Linked DNA regions of Gasterosteus aculeatus: region 1 is linked to region 2. A link is a contact called in public Hi-C data. All regions are on one chromosome and are shown on one strand. The core of a region is the stretch at or near the end of the contact, and the rest is flanking DNA. Distances in the headings are between cores, read along the strand shown.

Evidence for each region. A called contact is a pair of places that touch in the nucleus more often than the background predicts.
Region 1: a contact with region 2 is called in a Hi-C map of skeletal muscle, with 4 times the contacts expected there. The contact joins the enhancer-like site here to the promoter of galnt5 in region 2. A contact is called at or near these places in 3 of 6 Hi-C or Micro-C datasets (skeletal muscle and whole body).

Annotation. Positions count from the first base shown.
Region 1 is chr16:11,938,054-11,941,720 of fGasAcu3.hap1.1, forward strand. No RefSeq gene overlaps it. Among protein-coding and RNA genes, the nearest start is that of LOC144388780, 7.4 kb to the right of the region's middle. Within about 2 kb of position 1,473, at least 2 of the 9 cell types and tissues checked have open chromatin away from gene starts, as enhancers often do.
Region 2 is chr16:11,800,986-11,804,937 of fGasAcu3.hap1.1, forward strand. galnt5 (polypeptide N-acetylgalactosaminyltransferase 5) reads right to left here and starts at 1,906. Exons shown (of 10, transcript XM_040201561.2): 1 at 235-1,906; 2 at 1-148. The coding sequence starts at 1,157.

The DNA of each region.
Region 1 (3,667 bases), core at 223-2,722, 140 kb after region 2:
AAGGTGCATGCAGTGAAGAGAGCGGAAGGCCTTTTTAATAGTGCAAGGAGAGAATTAAATCAAACCCAGGAGGGCCTCCGCTGGAAAGGAAAGATGCTGCATCGCTGTGCTCTAAATCACAGCTCTACTTAAGATCAGCGCTCTCTTTCCCCATTTTTCTACATTATCAGAGGAAACCTGTCACTGCTGTCTATGGGAAAGTTTACAAATCATGATGTATCAAAGAGAGGTAAACCTGAATACCTGTTTAAGAAAATAAGCATTCCATTGCATTATTATTTACAGGCCAAAAAGTTTTGGGGCGGTTTTCTTTAGGTCAAGAAGGTGCTTAAAGCATTATCAAATTAGCAGTAAGCAACTACTTACTATAAGGATATAGTTGAGAAATGTTTAACTGAGCATATGAGGACTCCCCCCTTTGGTTGTGTGGTTATCCGTGCTTCTGAAGCAGTGGCCCGTTGTCGCTGGCTCCATCAAAAGTTGTTGTTGCACCGATTCTCCGGTTCCCTGTCTCTTAAAAAACAATTTGCTCCGTCAGAACCTGCACCGTAGTCCGCCCGGCTGTTGCTGTTATTGCGGGTAGCAGCATTAGGTATGAGTCGCTGAGAGCTGTCATATGTAATATCAGGTTTTGCACCTTTAAATGTTTAGTGAATACAAGAACGTAGAAAGAAAGCTGGTAATATACAATGTAACCTGTAATTCAATTGAAGATCACAGCTCCTTATTCCCAGGATGAGGAAAATACAAATGGGGGCTTAAGAAGGAGTGAAAAGTAGGTCAAAAATTAATCAAACTAATTACCTGTGGAAGAGAAGAATCCAAGTAGCTTTTAACTATTTTAGGAGATTTTTAACCTCTATTTTCATTTCAAAGGGATGGAGATTCTCAAAGGAGCAAATGTTCAAGTCTTCTAATTTACAACAGCATCACAATGACCCTCTGAACCCTGTTCCTGGAGACCTGTGTTTTTTATTTGCAGTAGTTGTTTTTAGATATATTTCATAAACGTTAAAAGCTTAGTGCCTATTCAGGTTCATGAATCAATCCATTTGCCTCCGTCTGTCATCAGTGTCATTTCTTGAAAAGAAGTCCTGTGTAGAGAAAGCATGTACAAGAAAGCAGACCTCCTTCCCTTTTAGGGCTTGTGCTCGGTGGCTTTTCTTCTGCAGCAGCAACTGGCCTCGTTGGCCAGTGGGAAGGATTTTTTCTCCCCAGCTGGTGCAGCTTTTCCTGTTTGTATTGCACAAAGTGGCTTAAAACTGGGTTGTGGTTTGGGTTCTTAATGCATAAAGTCACAGGTTTAAACATAATAATGTTGTATTTACTGTACTGAATAATGACGTCTATGACGTCTACGTCTGATGTCCATCTACATCTATCTATCTCTCTCTATTTATTTATATGAGATATATATATATACATACATATATATAGACTTTTCTGCATGATGCATTTTTCTTCCTCTAAAGTGTGATGTTTGGGTTGCTCTAAAATATTAGCGGTAAAAAAATATAACACAGAAATGAAGATATTGAAAAGTATACACCTTTCGTGTACATTGAATATTAACGTTGTGCATGCAAAAATGAAGGTGCAGGTAAGGGCTTCATGATGTATTAGTCTGTCCTCATTTCAGTTTCAACGCTTTACACACAGAAAATGATCTGTAGTAGGAAATTGAAATTAATCTATTCTAAAATCAAGATCATTGCAAATTGTTTTCTCACAGGGAAAAAGATACGTGACCCCATTAAGAGTCATTTCTCACGCATTAATAGTGATGAGCCTAATTCGAGCTGATTTGGGTTGTTAAGTTTGTGGGCCAAATAAGCCCAACGTATGAAAATGTTGACTGGCCACAGAAAAGTAAGGACACCATGCAGTTAGTAAAATCCCCCATATGGTAATAAACAATTAACTTCTTAATTCATCCCTTTGGAATTAGGGACTTTGTATTTAACACAGTAAACCACCTTTATTTTTGTAAAGGAAATTGTATAATTGTAGCAGTATTCGAAAACGTGTTTAACTCAAATCTTATTTTCTCCACAAGAAAACAAAGTCATGAAAAAACAAGAAAAAACGTTAATGCTCTAAGGGAAGTCCAGGCTGTAAATGTGCACAATATTCCACATTATATACATGTCATTTCAGAGTGCACTCCAAGAGACGCGGTGTCAAATCTGTGTGACAGATTTAGGTGAGCGCTGGTGAAGGGAGCCCTGCGTGGGGAGAGCGGCTTAGGGCTGACTCAAGCAGCCAGTGTACGAGATCTCCAGCAGGCAGAGAAGGAGCCCGTTCTCAGCGCAGAGCCGCGGCCCGTCCGGCCCACCGCCGCCGCTGACAGCCAAGCAACACCCCGACGCCATTGCCATCTCCTGACTGCAGCCTCACATGACTCCTTGTGTCAGCATCACACCCTTGAACTTTACAGAAAGTTTGGGAGGCATTGCAACTGCCTGAGAGATTGACAAAAAAAAAAGGGCCACAGGGCCAAGGCCTTATTTTCAGAAGGCCATTAAATGGCCATTAAATTAAAGAAAATACCTGTGGAAATATCTAACTCTGCTGACTGATTTGGCCTGTGAGGTAAATGGAATACGGAATTTTTTTGTGAGCAACTGTATAAGACATATTCAGTATGTGGAGGTTGCATATATGGCGGTAATGTTTCACTTTATTTCTAGTCTAATGTCTCCCTCTTTTGGGGAAAGAAAGCAAGACAGTAATTCATACATTTAAGTAACATCTGCATCAAGAAAAGATAAAAAATGGAAAATAATAATTGCCCTTAAATCAAACTTTGATTTAAATCTGTTGATTGGTTTTTCTAACCCTCAGATTGTATGATTCTATCGACTGTATGTGTTTGTAATAAGGGTGTATTGAAATATATTTTTGCCACAGAAAATCACTGCAGTGTGAGGGTATTTTAATTCAAGACGTTTTCCGTTAGCTTCATTATAGTTCTTTATACTTTAAAACGATGATGCCTACGAGCACTGGGTGATGTACATTCATTTTCATATCTGAGAGCTTCCTGACATCTAGTGGACGAAAGCTGGAGCTTCTCCGCTGCAGCAAAGGTAAGCTTCACCTCAAGTACAAATTATCAACCAGTCAGTGTGGGCCTTATTTGGCATACATTATTATTTCATTCAGTATTATTATTATTTAGAAATGCATAACCATTTAGCTCCAGATGTTTTCGTGATAGGGGAGGTTATGCCCACCGGACTAGCGACAAAGTTGCTAAAATGTGCAGGTACAGTCCCGCGTAGGCCTATTTGTTTTATCGAATTTTTGTGGTGGCAGGAAGTGACAGCGTCATCATTGCACATTATAATTCTAATAATAATGCAATGTTTTTGTTTGTTGGTAATGGCAACACCGCCCTGTTTCCTACATCTTTGCTATGTTTTTATAAACAGGAACAGGAAAAAATATATGAGTCCATTATATATATTTTTTTCTCATCAGCATAAACATTTAAAAAAATATATATTTTAGTACAATACTCACATTCCTGTATGTTAATCCATGTTTATGTTTAAATCAATTTATTGCTTCATTAATAACGTTTAATCTTCAATTGCAATTGCTGTTAATTTGAGGATTATTTTTCAAATTGCTTGTGTACAAGTTGTTGCTCTAGTAATTAGTA
Region 2 (3,952 bases), core at 656-3,155:
CACCAGAATGATCTCCGTGAGGAGGTGCGCCGGAGACCTGTTGAGCACGCTGTGCACGGAGCGCAGGAGCGTCGACCACACCTCGTCCACGAAGCAGAAGATCACGCTGGTGGACGGCAAGTCGTCGTGGACCAGTTTCTGTGCACACCTGGAATTAAAAACAACAACAAAGAGTAAAAATCCGTCAAAAAGCGCATTTTGAGAGGGTCAAAAGGGTGCAGAGGGGAGACGCACGTCTCGGGCCTGGTGTCCGGGACGGCGCGGTCCACCGGGATCCTGTCGCTCAGGAACACATTGAAGTGCCCCTCGTCCCATCTCTTCTTCACCTCGGCCTTTTCGTTGTTGGCGACGAGGGCCGGCTGGCCGAACTGGCCCGCCGCGCGGGCGTCCCTGGGAGCGATGGTCAGATCCAGGGAGAGCACCTTGTGGACACCTGGTTGTCCTGCTCGGGACTCAATCGCGGGTCTTGGGGTCTCCCGATGGTCGATCCCCTCAACGGGTTTCTCTAAAGTTTTATTGTGGGCATCCTCTCGTCTCCTTTTTTCTCTCGGGCTCGCGTCTGCTCCGGCCTCGACCTTGGGGTCATTCGGGCCTCTTTTGTCGCTCTTTGGATCACTCGTGTGCAGAACTACTGGTGCATCCTTGACATCAACGGGCCGCGCCACAGGCAACGTCCCTTTAACCGGGCCGCTCTTCTGTGGTTCCATCGCCTTCACGTCCAAATCCACCGCTTCCTTCTTGGGGGGGACGTCCCGCTTTGGCGTGACATGTCGCAGGACAGCTTCTCCTCCCTGTCGGGGGTCTACGTGGGGAAGACGAAGAGAGTGGGTGTTTTTGTCCTCTTTCTGGCCCCCCTTTCTGTACACGGGAGCCAGCTCGAGGTGCGAAGCGAGCGGCCCCTTAGGGGCGCGCGTGGCGGTGGGGTCCATCCTCTGCACCGGGTGTTTGAACCCGCGCCTCCCCGCCCGCGTCGCGCGGGACTGCTGTCTGACGAGCCGCTGGTCCCTTATCACGCGCTCCTTCAGCAGCTGGCCGGTGACGTCGTTCATCGACAGGCGCAGGGCGGCCATGTCAAACAGGAGCCAAACGACGGAGGCGACGAAGACGAAGACGAGAACCCGTCCACTTCCTCTCAAGTATCTCCTGGCCTTCATCATTTTCGCTCTCTCTCAAAAAAACAACTTTCCAGGTGACAAAATAACAAAGTGTCAAAGTGTCGCAGCGCGGGGTTTAAATGTAAGTTGTAGGCAAAGTTTACTTTTCCTTTGGGGGAGTTGTTAACTGCCTGCGTGGCAGGCTGGAAATGCCTCCCGGAGCTGCAGTCCGTGTCTTCGGGTCAGGAACACGGCAGCGTGTGACACCCACAGCCGAGCCCGACACCAAGGTACGACGGCATGTTATTTCACCGTGTGGCCCCCCTCGCCCGGGTCACCTCCAACAGCCGCGGAACATCAAAAACGGGACCGTTTTTTTTTTTGTATCGTAAAAAAAACAAAAACGTCTTAGCGTTAGCTAGCAGAAACTTAGCTGAAGTTGTCGGTTTCGTCGCTGAATCTTCATGCCACAACTTTGACTTGACCAGGGTTCTTTTTTGTATGGGGACATAGCGACCAACTTCCACTCTGTCACTAAACTCTGATTGGACGGACTGGCAGGAAAGAGTCGTCCCACTGCGCGGAGCTAACAGCAAGCTAGCCAGAGCTAGCTACAAGGGTACAGGAAGTGGGATGTGTGTTGCCTTCAAAATAAAGCGCTCAACAGAAACGGTTGGCAAGGGACACCAAAAAATCCACATAATGAATACATAAATAACACACACATCAGTGCTCCCTTTCCAATACTAATTTGGGGTTGGAAAGCAGCTTTTGAACAATCCAATCCGCAATGTAAATCCAGATGTTGTATTGTTTCATAATTCTATAGGAATTAACATGCACATTAAAGTACAGATTTGATAAGTCAGTCAATAAAGAGGTAGGATTCTCGACCCAGGCCCCAAACCATGTTTTTTTCATCAGAAATCATTCGGCTGACTACATGTGGACCTTGCGTTCACAAAGGTGTGGCCTGCAAACGTGGACCATGAGTCAAAACTGAGTCAATAGCTGTTTCTGAGACAGACCGGCTGAACGGTTTCATTTTAATTTCAAATGTACTAACACCATCAAGAAAATATGGAGAAGTTTCAGTTGACATTTTGTCGAAGACAATAACGTCTTGTGTTCCAGTTGCCCAAATGAGCACGCTAAACTGCTGGAGCGGCCGGTCGTGTGAGCTGCACTGGCATTGTTGAACAAGTCACAAGTTGTGTTTGCATTTCTGATGAAATGCCTCCCCCATATGTCTTTGAAGCATGCGGTTAGACATGACGCATTTCTCACCTCATGTTGAAAATAATAAAAAGTTTAATCTCCCATATGTGTACGGTAGAGCATACGATGTAGAAAGATGAAATAATTTATCTTGATTTTTATTTTTTTTGTCACCCGCTGTTAAAGACCTGGGGTCCGTTTCAAATAGGAGGTTTAACAAACTCTGAGTCAAACCCTGAACTCTGAGTTGATTTACCCTGAGATGGGAAACGTCTCCCAAAACGGACCCCTACAGTGGAAAGCTCAATTATTACAAACAAATCTTTACTATTAAAACTTTATTCTGTAGGTCTCAACCGGAAGGGGATTTCTCAAAGTTTTACAGCTTGATGTTTACCTCCAAAAAGGTATAGCCACGAGTCAATAGAGTCGACGTCATCCAGCAAACTACACAAAGGCTGAATGTCTAGTTTGACTAAAAACTTTGACATATTAATCACGTCAGACCTGCAATAAAGGCGACACGCCTTTCACGTGTGGCATAACTTGATACACTGCTATTACTAATCAGGAGTCTTTGTGTGCTGTTGGCATGGACGTCATACAATAATAAAACGTGTAAGCTTCACAATAGTGATGAGAATGTGAAAGGCATTCTTTAGTCTTTGCTAAACGTTAAGCTGAAGTGAATAATCATTTGGCCCAGGGAGTTAATAATAAGCATTAATAATAGTAATGCTATTTGACATCATGACTTATCAGCTCTCTAATGTATTTAAAAAATATATATATTTTGTAATATTGAGAGTTTATGTGAAATGCCCTATGAAAAATCTGAATTAGGGCTTTTTCCTTTAGTGGCCATAATGAGCGTTAGGTCTACTTGGTTGATACATATAAGGCCCACTGTAAACAGAAGAGACTATTTATTTTGGACTGCAACTAAGGATTATTGTCAATGTTTCTTCTGCTGTTAATTGTCTTGGCTAACTCATTAACCTACTTGTTTAGTCCACAAAATTATAAAAAGCATGTCAACATTTCAATGTGAAATGCCTACATGTACAGTACTACTAAAACAGACAAAAGCAGCAAATCTGAGAACCTGGAAGTTAAAGAACAACAATCGGTTGCTGATTACATTTCTGTTGATCGACCAATCGATTAATCGGCTTATTGTTGTAGCTCTGATTGATTTGCCTCTGAGGTGATGTTACCACCGCTGTATTCAGACACGTCACGCGGTTTGACAGTGATTCAGACCTTCAACGATATGAAACTAAACAAACAACACAAACGACACACGCTGTACGTGTTGTGCTTATTTAAGCTCCCCGAACGAGTTGGCAGCCAAATATGCACGTGAACAAGCACAGCACAGTAGGCAAAGAACATTCTATTCTATTCATTTAGCAATACCTTAAAACGCCGGTGCTTCTCACGCACAACCTGCAGATGTGCGTGAGCACACCTGCACGGCCCCATTTGTAAGACCGGCGTCGCCGCAGCCGTTAGGCGGTGATTAGCGGAGGGGACGACAGGTTTTCCTCTTCATCAGCATCGCCTCTCCTGGGAGTTCCGTTGGCTCCATCCCGCCTATTAACGCTCGGCGACATGAGGAGGGAGGGGAGCGGTGCCTC